2 separate regions of the Mus musculus genome follow, and region 2 is linked to region 1. A link is a contact called in public promoter capture Hi-C data. All regions are on one chromosome and are shown on one strand. Each heading gives the region's core, a stretch centred on a gene start, on an enhancer-like site or on the middle of the called end of the contact. The rest is flanking DNA. Distances are from core to core; before and after follow the strand shown. Region 1 holds the start of Scrib (scribbled planar cell polarity). Region 2 holds the start of Slc39a4 (solute carrier family 39 (zinc transporter), member 4).

The links. Capture Hi-C pulls out chosen DNA fragments and counts their contacts.
Region 2: a promoter capture Hi-C map of adipose tissue shows a contact between it and region 1. The contact joins the promoter of Slc39a4 here to the promoter of Scrib in region 1. A contact is called at or near these places in 2 of 39 promoter capture datasets (erythroid cells and liver), 2 of 115 datasets of contacts at active chromatin or transcription factors (bone marrow-derived macrophages and pancreatic cancer cells) and 2 of 9 other capture datasets (adipose tissue and liver).

The regions. Positions count from the first base shown.
Region 1 is chr15:76,067,553-76,072,762 of GRCm38.p6, reverse strand. Scrib (scribbled planar cell polarity) reads left to right here and starts at 2,979. Exons shown (of 36, transcript NM_001310543.1): 1 at 2,979-3,534; 2 at 4,985-5,102; 3 at 5,208-5,210. The coding sequence starts at 3,376. Puf60 (poly-U binding splicing factor 60) reads left to right here. Exons shown (of 12, transcript NM_028364.2): 6 at 195-356; 7 at 438-530; 8 at 810-1,023; 9 at 1,107-1,297; 10 at 1,446-1,581; 11 at 1,779-2,014; 12 at 2,136-2,581. The coding sequence ends at 2,435.
Region 2 is chr15:76,613,699-76,618,908 of GRCm38.p6, reverse strand. It overlaps Slc39a4 (solute carrier family 39 (zinc transporter), member 4), which reads left to right and starts at 2,039. Exons shown (of 12, transcript NM_028064.3): 1 at 2,039-2,336; 2 at 2,750-3,034; 3 at 3,670-3,865; 4 at 3,996-4,159; 5 at 4,251-4,422; 6 at 4,680-4,852; 7 at 4,964-5,122; 8 at 5,192-5,210. The coding sequence starts at 2,148.

The DNA.
Region 1 (5,210 bases), core at 1,730-4,229:
TGGGCCTGGCCTTCCTTGGGGTGGGGTCCTGCTGACCCCTAAACCCTGGCTGCAAGGGCCCAGCCTGCACCTCACTGCTGCGTGGGGAGTCCTTCCCACGGCAGAGCTGGGCGGGTGGGCCAGGATGGGAGAGGGTTGCTGAGTCTCCCACTTTCCTGACAAGCCAGTGGCTCTCTCCTTCTGTCCTGCTGCAGATGGCAGCTCAACGGCAGCGGGCACTGGCTATCATGTGCCGGGTCTATGTGGGCTCCATCTACTATGAGCTGGGAGAAGACACTATTCGCCAGGCCTTTGCTCCCTTTGGCCCCATCAAGAGCATTGATATGTCCTGGGACTCCGTTACCATGAAGCATAAGGTAAGCAGATGAGAGCTACCCTGGGGCTCTAGCTTGCCCTCTGTCTGCTTTCCTTGCCTTCTAACACCTTCCTGTATTCAGGGCTTTGCCTTCGTGGAGTACGAGGTCCCAGAAGCTGCGCAGCTCGCTTTGGAGCAGATGAACTCTGTGATGCTTGGGGGCAGGAACATCAAGGTAAGGACAAGAAAGTTTGGTCTTAGCCGGGCAGTGGTGGCACACGCCTTTAATCTCAGCACTTGGGAGGCAGAGGCAGGCGGATTTCTGAGTTTGAGGCCAGCCTGGTCTACAAGTGAGTTCCAGGACAGCCAGGGCTAGACAGAGAAACCCTGTCTTGAAAAACCAAAAAAAGAAAAAAAGTTTGGTCTTGGACCTAGAATAATTGTTCCGTGAAGTTACATACATACAAGCAGTCACCACAGGCCTAGGCTGATGTTTCTTCTTGACCTTCTTCAGGTGGGAAGACCCAGCAACATTGGACAAGCCCAACCCATCATAGATCAGCTGGCTGAGGAAGCTAGGGCTTTCAACCGAATATATGTGGCCTCTGTACATCAAGACCTGTCTGATGATGACATCAAGAGTGTATTTGAAGCCTTTGGCAAGATCAAGTCTTGTACGCTGGCCCGGGACCCCACAACTGGCAAGCACAAGGGCTATGGTTTTATCGGTGAGTTTGGGAAGGGCCAAGGAGAAGAGGGAGCCCGCCTCTTACTGGGGCTGGCTTTTCTCACTGCTCATCCTGCCCTGCAGAATATGAGAAGGCCCAGTCGTCCCAGGATGCTGTGTCCTCCATGAACCTCTTTGATCTGGGTGGCCAGTACTTGAGGGTGGGCAAGGCCGTCACACCCCCCATGCCCCTGCTAACACCTGCCACGCCTGGAGGTCTCCCGCCTGCTGCTGCTGTGGCCGCAGCTGCAGCCACGGCCAAGATTACAGCTCAGGTGAGAGCTGGTGCAGTGATGAGTGTGGACAGTGGGTGGACAGACCCACTCAGCCTTTGGGAACTGGCTCTTAGATGGTTTGGGTGGGAACAAAGAACTGACTGTGAGAACAGACTAGAAACTGACTCTGCTTGTCTTTTGGTTGCAGGAAGCAGTGGCTGGAGCAGCAGTGCTGGGTACTTTAGCCACACCAGGACTAGTGTCCCCAGCACTGACACTGGCCCAGCCCTTAGGGGCCCTACCCCAGGCTGTCATGGCTGCCCAGGCCCCTGGAGTCATCACAGGTGAGTCTGAGTTGATCAGGTTCTCTTCCATTCCTTTCCCCTCTCCTCTAGGGTCTGTCTTCAGCTTCCCAACCCATACTTACTTCGGTGTAATCCCTTGAATCCAGGACAGGCTGGCTATCGCCAACCATCTCTTTACTCTTTCCCAAACAGGAGAGTGTATGTGTGGCTATTAAACTCGGTTGGTTTTGCTGCAGGTGTGACACCAGCCCGCCCTCCTATTCCGGTCACCATCCCCTCTGTGGGAGTAGTGAACCCCATTCTCGCCAGCCCGCCAACGTTGGGTCTGTTGGAGCCCAAGAAGGAGAAGGAAGAGGAGGAGCTGTTTCCTGAGTCAGAACGGCCAGAGATGTTGAGTGAGCAGGAGCACATGAGCATCTCGGGCAGCAGTGCTCGCCACATGGTCATGCAAAAGCTACTCAGAAAACAGGAGGTAAGTAGGTGGGCTCGTGCCAGGCCCGCTCTCGGCGGTATGAATGTGAAGTAGTGGGTGATAGGTCGCAGCATTCAGGTGTCTTTCCCACAGTCACAGCAGTCAATTGTCTTTCCTACAGTCTACAGTGATGGTTCTCCGAAACATGGTGGACCCCAAGGACATCGATGACGACCTGGAGGGAGAGGTGACAGAGGAGTGTGGCAAATTTGGTGCTGTGAACCGGGTCATTATCTATCAAGAAAAACAGGGCGAAGAGGAAGATGCAGAAATCATCGTCAAGATTTTTGTGGAATTCTCCATGGCCTCAGAGACTCACAAGGCCATCCAGGCCCTCAATGGGCGCTGGTTTGGTGGTCGCAAGGTGGTGGCTGAAGTGTATGACCAGGAGCGTTTTGATAACAGCGACCTCTCCGCGTGACTTTGGCCTCATTTCCTGGACTTGCACTTGCCCCTTCCTTCCTTTGGGTTTTGTAAAGTGTTAACCGTGGTGTGTCCCTGGGACCAGGCACTCTGCCCAACCCACCCTGTAGTGTACATAAAGATGCAGATACCACTGGCCCTGAAGTCCCTGTGTCTGAAATTGGTCCTGTGACCCAAGCTGGTTGTGTGTGGAATGTCTTATCAGGGTTCCAAGGCACCAGGGACAAGGAGGGCGTTCAGCCTGCTGTGCAGGGGTGAACAGGAGGGACCGGGGTGGACAGGCCTTGCTTTATCTTCCTTTGTGGGGAGTGCTGGCTTGCAGCCTTGCTCACGTGGATAGCTCTGAGAGCTGTCTGGCCCTGAGATCTGTAGGATCCAGGACCAAGAGAGCATTTTGTGGGCGGGCGGGCATCTGAGTTGTTACACCTGCTAGTATGGGTTACGCCAGAGCGAGGCCGGAAATCCCGACATGCCCCGCGCGAGACCGCTACGGGTCGTCGGAGACGCCACGCCGCGTGGCCCTTTGGGAGCTGTAGTTTTGAGCAGAGAGGGCGGGCCTAGGCTTCCCGGCGGGCTGCGCGGCTGGGCGGTTGTCGCGGGCAGCGGCGGCGGTTCCGGCTGCGGTGCTGCGGGCGGATGAGCTGCTAGGTGAGCAGGCCGGGCGGGATGCGGAGCCGCCGCCGCGCCCCCAGCGCCTAAGAAAGCGCTGCCGGGTCAGGCCGTGCTGCCAGCTGTGTGCCGCCGTCGGAGCCTACAGCTCGTATTGAACGCGGGCCGAGCCGAGCGCCGACCCCGGCCACAGTCCGGGACCCGGCTGCCCGCCCCACCCCCGCGCGCGCCGCTCCGCCCGCGCTCGGCGCTCATGCGGGCCGAGCCCCGCCCCCCGGCCCGAGCCCGCCGAGCGCCTCCCGAGCCCGCGCTCACTGCCCGCCCGCATCATGCTGAAGTGCATCCCGCTCTGGCGTTGTAACCGGCACGTGGAGTCGGTGGATAAGCGGCACTGCTCGCTGCAGGTTGTGCCAGAGGAGATTTACCGCTACAGTCGTAGCCTCGAGGAGCTGCTCCTCGACGCCAACCAGCTGCGCGAGCTACCTAAGGTGAGCGGCCGCCGCACCTGCTGCCCCGCGCTCAGTTCTCGGGGTGGTGTATGACTTCTGGGGCAGCCGGCTGGAGCGAGATCTCAGCAGGCGCTGCCCGAGCTGGGCACCGCAACCTCCAGCCGGCCCTGCAGGTTCCTACTGGTCAGAGCCCCGCCCCAGCCAGCCCCACCCTCCTCCAGCCGCCGGTGTTGGCACCTGGTGGCAACCTGTCTGGGGACTAAGTAGATACTGAACCTAAAAGGGGAGCCAACAGAGAAGCCCATGAGAGCACAGGAGGAGGATGGGTCCAGGGTGCGAGACCGACCCGGGTTAGCAACTGTTAAAGCTAGTTGGGCTACTTTAAGGGTAGGAAGTTGGTTTTCTTGCACTGTGTTCTGCCTTCGTTTTGGGAGGAGAGGTTTGCAGTGCTGAGTGGGACTCTCCTAAGATACTTGCAGTGTCAGATCTATTCTGTCATCGCTCAGCGGAGAGCCCACCTTTCACTGTCTGTGTTCCTTCCTGTCGGGTTTGTTTGGGGTTTTTTTTGTTGTTGTTGTTCTGAGGCCACACTAGAAGGAAGGCCAAAGGAGGCAGGTTATGTAGGACTTACTTTTCTGAGATAGGGGACTCAGTGGTCTGATATTCTTGCCGGCTGGTGGCGTTGCGGGTGTTCTTCATAGACCTTTATGGTATCCGTGTGTGAATCTTGGACATTTTGCACTTGTGTTTCTCTCTGGTGCCTGTTGTTGTTATTGCTTTTTTTTTTTTGTTCTGTTTCTTGAGACAGGGTTTCCCCTTCGTAACCCTGGTTATCCTGGAATTCATTCTGGCTGTCCTAGAACTCAGAGATCCACCTGCCTCTGTGGGTACTAAAGATGTGCACCACCCACAACCCACCCCAGTGCTCTCTGGTGTTTTTATTGTTGTTCTCTCTTTGTTAAGCTCTTGCTGTTCATTGTTGGGGTTCCTGAAGAGCTCCAAACTCCTTTAGAAGAGGTAGTTTGGATAGTAGGTAGGATACTGAGAGTGACTGACCCATAGGGCAGAGGGCAGGGGCTATCCATTTGGGAGCTGCTGATGTCTTGCCTGGGGCATGTTATCTGGGTGACATCTGGGTAATAGTGAGAGGTGGGCTTTCCACCGAGAAATGAGAGCGTAGGTCTGACAGTATCTTAGGAGAGTCCCCCTCAGCAGTTGCAGAGTATCATTGCAGAACAGCAGTGGTACATGTGACAAATGACACAAGGGAGACCAGGCATCAGGTGGGCAGGGGTGTGTTTTGCAGGCTTCTTTGTCTGGTTTTTCAGCACACTGGGTATCATGGCTAGAGCCGCAGAACCTTGTGTGACCTGGGATACAAAGAGGTCCAGGACCCTGTGGCCATGATCCTCCTGGTTTGGAAACTCTCCCATACCCATAGGGCTTTGGCTATAGAGCCTGTTCCCCTGATCACATCTTCTGCCCACAGCCCTTCTTCCGACTGTTGAACTTGAGAAAGTTGGGCCTCAGTGACAACGAGATCCAGCGGCTGCCTCCTGAAGTGGCCAACTTCATGCAGCTGGTGGAGCTAGATGTGTCCCGGAACGGTAGGGGGGGAGGGCGGGTGGCACTCCGTGAACATAGGGGGGAGCATAGGGGCTCCTGGGAGCTCCTGAGGCGTGCCATCCTCACGGCACCCTCTCCAAACACAGATA
Region 2 (5,210 bases), core at 790-3,289, 550 kb before region 1:
CAACCTCACTTTTGTTTTCTAAGATAGGATCTGCCTAGCCCCAAACTTGCTTATAGGGACCAGGCTGACCTCTAACTCAAAGAGATAAATATGCCTGCCTCTGACTCCGGAGTGCTGGGATTAGGGGTATTCACCGTGATACCTGGATTCTACTTCTTTTCTTATTATCTGTAGCCACTGAATTAAGTCTTGCAGGAGTCCTAGGGAATCACTAACCAGGGAGCACTGTTTTGCTCTATTTTAATTTTGTACTGTGATAACACACAGAAGTTGCCACTTGGACCACATTTCAGTGGCACTGAGTTCAGCCATTGTATTGTCCTTTCCACACCTTCATCTACCCAAGCGAAACCTTCACAAGTAGTAACTCCAGTTCCCGGGTGCTGAAGTTCACCATTTGACTTTTTTTTTTTTTTTTTTTTTTTGGCCCGAGGGAACAATTGTTGCGGCATACAATAGAGGTGAAAGAACAGCTTTCTGGAGCTGCATTTTTTCCTTCTACCACCGTGAATCCTTGGCAAGCTTCTTTACACACACACACACACACCACACCACACACACACACACACACACACACACACACACACACACACTCACCTATGCAGTGAGCTGGCTGGGAATGAGCAGGAGAGGCAGTGTTAGCTGCACGAGGGCTGGCTGTTCTGCCTTTCCGAGCTCAGGCAGGTCCCTCCTTTGAGGGAGAGATCTAGGGAAGCCAGAACAGCCAGGCCTACACAAAGACTTCTCCCTAGGGGATACAGGGAAAGAAAATCAACCTAGTCTTAGCTCTCAGCTGCCCAGCAATGAAAAGAAATAAGAAAGGCAGTTTGGGTATATGGCATCTTCAGAGCTCCATGTAGGGAATGCTCTCAGGTTGGCTCTCCCAGTTCCCAGTCATAGTTCTTCCATAGGACCAGCAAGGATGCTGCATTGCAAGGATGCTAGCCATAAGAAACATTGACATGTGTATGTTCGGAACAGGTCTGAAGCAGTTGACCCGTGAGCTCAAGGATACTCAGCTAGATTCTTTCTCCACCCTGCCCTACCCTCCAGAATACTAGGGGACAGAGTTCGTTAGGCATTAGGTTCATACTCAGCCACACCCCAGAGGGCTAGGGTCAGGACTGGTGTGAACTTGAGTGGAAGAAGGCCACAGTGCCTCTGGGGCTACCCAAAGCCCTCTTCCAGAAGGCCAAAATGCCTTGTGACCCGGGAATTGTCAGTTCCTGGAGATTCCAACCCCTCCTTCAGCCTGCCACCTGGATAGAGATAAGGCTCAGGGGTCAAAGGCTGGAAGGCTCAATGGGGGAGGGGCACAGCTGGGGGCCCCAGCCCTACCTCCTTCTTCTTATGCTCAGGCTTTAGCGCTCACAACAGGGCCTCAAACTCCTACTGCTCAACTCGAACTCTTCCAAGCCCCAAAAGTTGGCTAGGACCAAAGTCACATCTTTGTTTCCTGTTTGTCTAGGTTGGGGCTTTAGCCATTTCCTGGGGATTTTCCCCGAGGGCTGGGGGTGGGGGAGCATGACGCAGCAAGTACCCTGCAGAAATCTCCCATTGTAGCCCATATTGGACCCAGCGGCCTTAGCTCAGGAGCCAAGAGCAGCACCCCCACCCTCACCCAGGCTACAAGATTTGGAATTTGTCTAAGCTGCTTGGGCTGAGAGGCAGCTGGTGAAGGGTGGAGGGAAGCCTAAGAGCTCTCCTGAAAATGTCAAATAGAACGCCCATGTTTGACTTGATAACATCTACGCGCTCAAACCTTTAATCCCCCTAGCTTCTGGTCCAGTGGCAAGGTAACAGGCGAGGGTGATCTGGGCTCTTCAGGGAACAGAGGAAGCCCTGACTGGCAGTTCAGGGTGTGACAGGTTCAAGCCGCCCACCTAAGGACAGGGACCCACCTTTAGCTCCAGCCCCAGGAGGCACCAGCTCTTTCTCCCCAGGCTTTCGGGGAGGATCTGCCACTGGAATGGCTAACCCAGCAGCCAATCACAGAGCCCTGTAGGAAATATCTGGGAGAGGTCTTGGAGCTAGGGCCAAGGCAAGTTGAACCCAGCTCCAGTCTGGCCCCGGACAGTCCCAGCTGTCTCCAGCTAGCCCAGAAGTCAGCACCTCTACAAGGAACGCTTTTGGGGGCCTGAGGCGTGATGCTCCCAAAGTCGGTCACACAGGGACTTGTGTTGGCTCTGCTGGTGGGCACAGTGGCAGTGGCCCGGCCCAGGAACCTGCTCAGCCTGCTCGCCTTGGGCCAGGGTGCTCTGGATCGCCTGGAACTGGACGGCCTGTTAAATACGCTGGTGGCCCGTGTGCACTGCACCGACGGGCCGTGTGAAAAGGTAACACCCCCACCCGATGGGTCCCCCAGCCCCGGCCCCTTCCTGCCCGCTCCACCCTGTGGCAGGCACTAAAGAGATCTGGGCAAACTCCAGGAGGCGGGTCTGGAGGCTGGTGTCTGCACCTGCTGGCAGGCTGGAGCCTCCCTTCCGTTTCTGGGGGGCTTATACAGGCCTGGGCCTCCATCCTGGGACACACAGCTCCATTCCCCCAGGCTATCAAATTTGTGGTGACTCACAGTGACCACTCTCACCTTCAGGATGGGGGAGTAATTGCTGGGGACCCCTTTGTGTAGGCTCCTAGTCAAGCTAACTACAAGGGGCAGAACATGACATAAGATAGCTGATAGAATCCATGCCTGTAGGCTATGCCTGGTAGGCTTAGTCTAGCTCAGATCCTGTCTGTTTGCCCACAGTGTCTGTCTGTGGAGAATGTCTTGGCTCTAGGCAAACCTGACAAGCCACAGCCTGCCCCAGAATCAGTCCTGGAGTCCAGACACATTATTTACCTTAGTGCTGCTGCTGCCCTCTACCTTAACAACCCAGAGAAAACATGCAAGGACATCCAAGCTGGCCTCTTGGCCTCCCATGTGGACGATTACCTGGCCACACTGGAGAGTCCAGAGGCCATGACCCTGGGTCTGAGCCAGCTACTGCAGAAGATTGAGGCCCATGCTGCCAGCCAACCCACCGGGGAGAAGGTGAGGGCCCAGACAGCTTTTGGGGGATAATGACAAGGACCTTAGTGCCATGGAAGGGAGGCTGCCCCAACAAGGGAGATGTCCCACGTGCAGCCTCATTGGAGGTACTTAGGTGGGAATCAGTCTTGTGCACAGTTGGTAGAACGGGGTCTGCGGGAGTCTGGGGGAACCCTTTGGGGGAAATGACAGTCAGGAGAGCTCTGGGGCCAAGGTCATAGGCCACAGTGAAGGGTGTGACTAGCTGGGGCAGCCTAGGTTTATGGTATAGGTAGCTGGTTTAGGGACATAGGCTGATGTCTTCTGTGAAATCTGGGAAGTAACTTGAGGAGGTTGGAGCCGGGCAGTGGTGGAACACGCCTTTAATCCCAGCACTGGGGAGGCAGAGGCAGATGGATTTCTGAGTTCAAGGCCAGCCTGGTCTACAAAGTGAGTTCAGGACAGCCAGGGCTATACAGAGAAACCCTGTCTCGAAAGAAAGAAAGAAAGAGAGAGAGAGAGAGAGAGAGAGAGAGAGAGAGAGAGAGAGAGAGAGAGAATGAACTTGAGGAGGTTGGGAGTTGATGGGAGACCCAGGCAGTGAGGTGGACTCCTGAAGCCAATACTGAGGGCAGAGTTGAAGACAATCTCTTTTACAGACCTGTGTAGATCTTCCCCAACTGCTGGAGGAGGCTGAGGCAGCAGGGGTTTCCAAAAGCGCCGGCCTGGTCTTGACTGCCTTGCTGGATCATGTCATTAATGGGTCCTGCTTCCAAGGCCTGCCTAGCCCTCAGTACTTTGTGGACTTTGTGTTCAGGCTACACAGTAGTGACCCTCCCAATATCACGCTGCATGGTGAGGCCTAGGCTACGATCGTCAGCCGCTACTCTTGGGGAATGGGGGGACAAGGCTGGAGCTGAGCGCACTGACTGCACTGTTTTTGTTTTTGTTTTTTTGTTTTTTGCTTTTTGTTTTTTCTTGCTAGAACTGGAGAATTTGATGCATCACCTTGGGGTGGGTGGAGAGGACCACAGTGACCATGATGACCACGGTGATCATGCTGACCACAGTCATCCGGACAGGAAAGCCAGCCACCAAGACTCTGAGCTCCATACTCCCCACAACAGCAACTCTAGTGTATGGGACACGGTACGCCACTCATGCCATTCTGGAGAAAGAAGACAACCTTCCATGGGTCTGTTCAGACACCTGACTCCTGTCCTGTTCTCTTTGCCTCCAGCTGTGCCTGAGTGCCAAAGATATAATGGCTGTGTATGGGCTATCTGAAGAGGCTGGGGTGAGCCCTCAGGCCTGGGCCCAACTGACCCCTGCCTTGGTCCAGCAGCAGCTAAGTGGAGCCTGCAGCCCCTACCCCACTATCCGTATTCAGGACCAGCTCAGTCAAACAGAGAGTGAGTCCCCCGCCCTGGGTGCTAGCCTCAGGTTATTGGGCTCTAGAAGGGGGCATGAGTTGGCATTGAGGAATGAGGAACCACTAAAGGAGGAAGAGTAGTGGATTTCAAGGCTAGAGGGCCAGAGTAAATAGATTCCTGGCACCTGCTGACGGCATCTCTGTAGAGATCTTGCCCACTACATCCTGCTTGGCTGGACTTGTGGGGGATTGCCTGTCTAGGAAGCAGGGGAAATCTCAGTGTAGACTCACCCACAGGGTATCTCTATGGCTCGCTGGCCACCCTGCTCATCTGCCTCTGTGCTGTGTTCGGTCTTCTGCTGCTGACCTGTGCCAAATGCAGCACAGCCACCCACTACATCATGCAGACCTTCCTAAGCTTGGCTGTGGGCGCACTTACCGGCGATGCTCTTCTGCACCTGATACCCAAGGTCAGCCGTCACTCAACAGGGCCCCCCCCCCCCCACACTGCCCTTTTCCCAGCCTCAATCAAGCCTCTTGTAGCCCTGAAGTTCCCCAGTCAGTACTCGCCCCCTTCTCAGGTGCTGGGACTGCACACACATGGTGGAGAGGGTCACACCCATGAGGAGGAGGTGGGCGTTGGTGGGCAGGCCACCTGGCGCCTGCTGGCTGTACTTGGAGGCTTCTACATCTTCTTCCTGTTTGAGAGCTTCTTCAACCTCTTGTTGCCCAGGGACCAGGTCAGGCTCTGGGGAACCACTAGGTGGGATGGGTAAGGTCTTCACAGGCTCTGACCAGTTTTTCCACAGGATTCTGAGAAAGATGGGC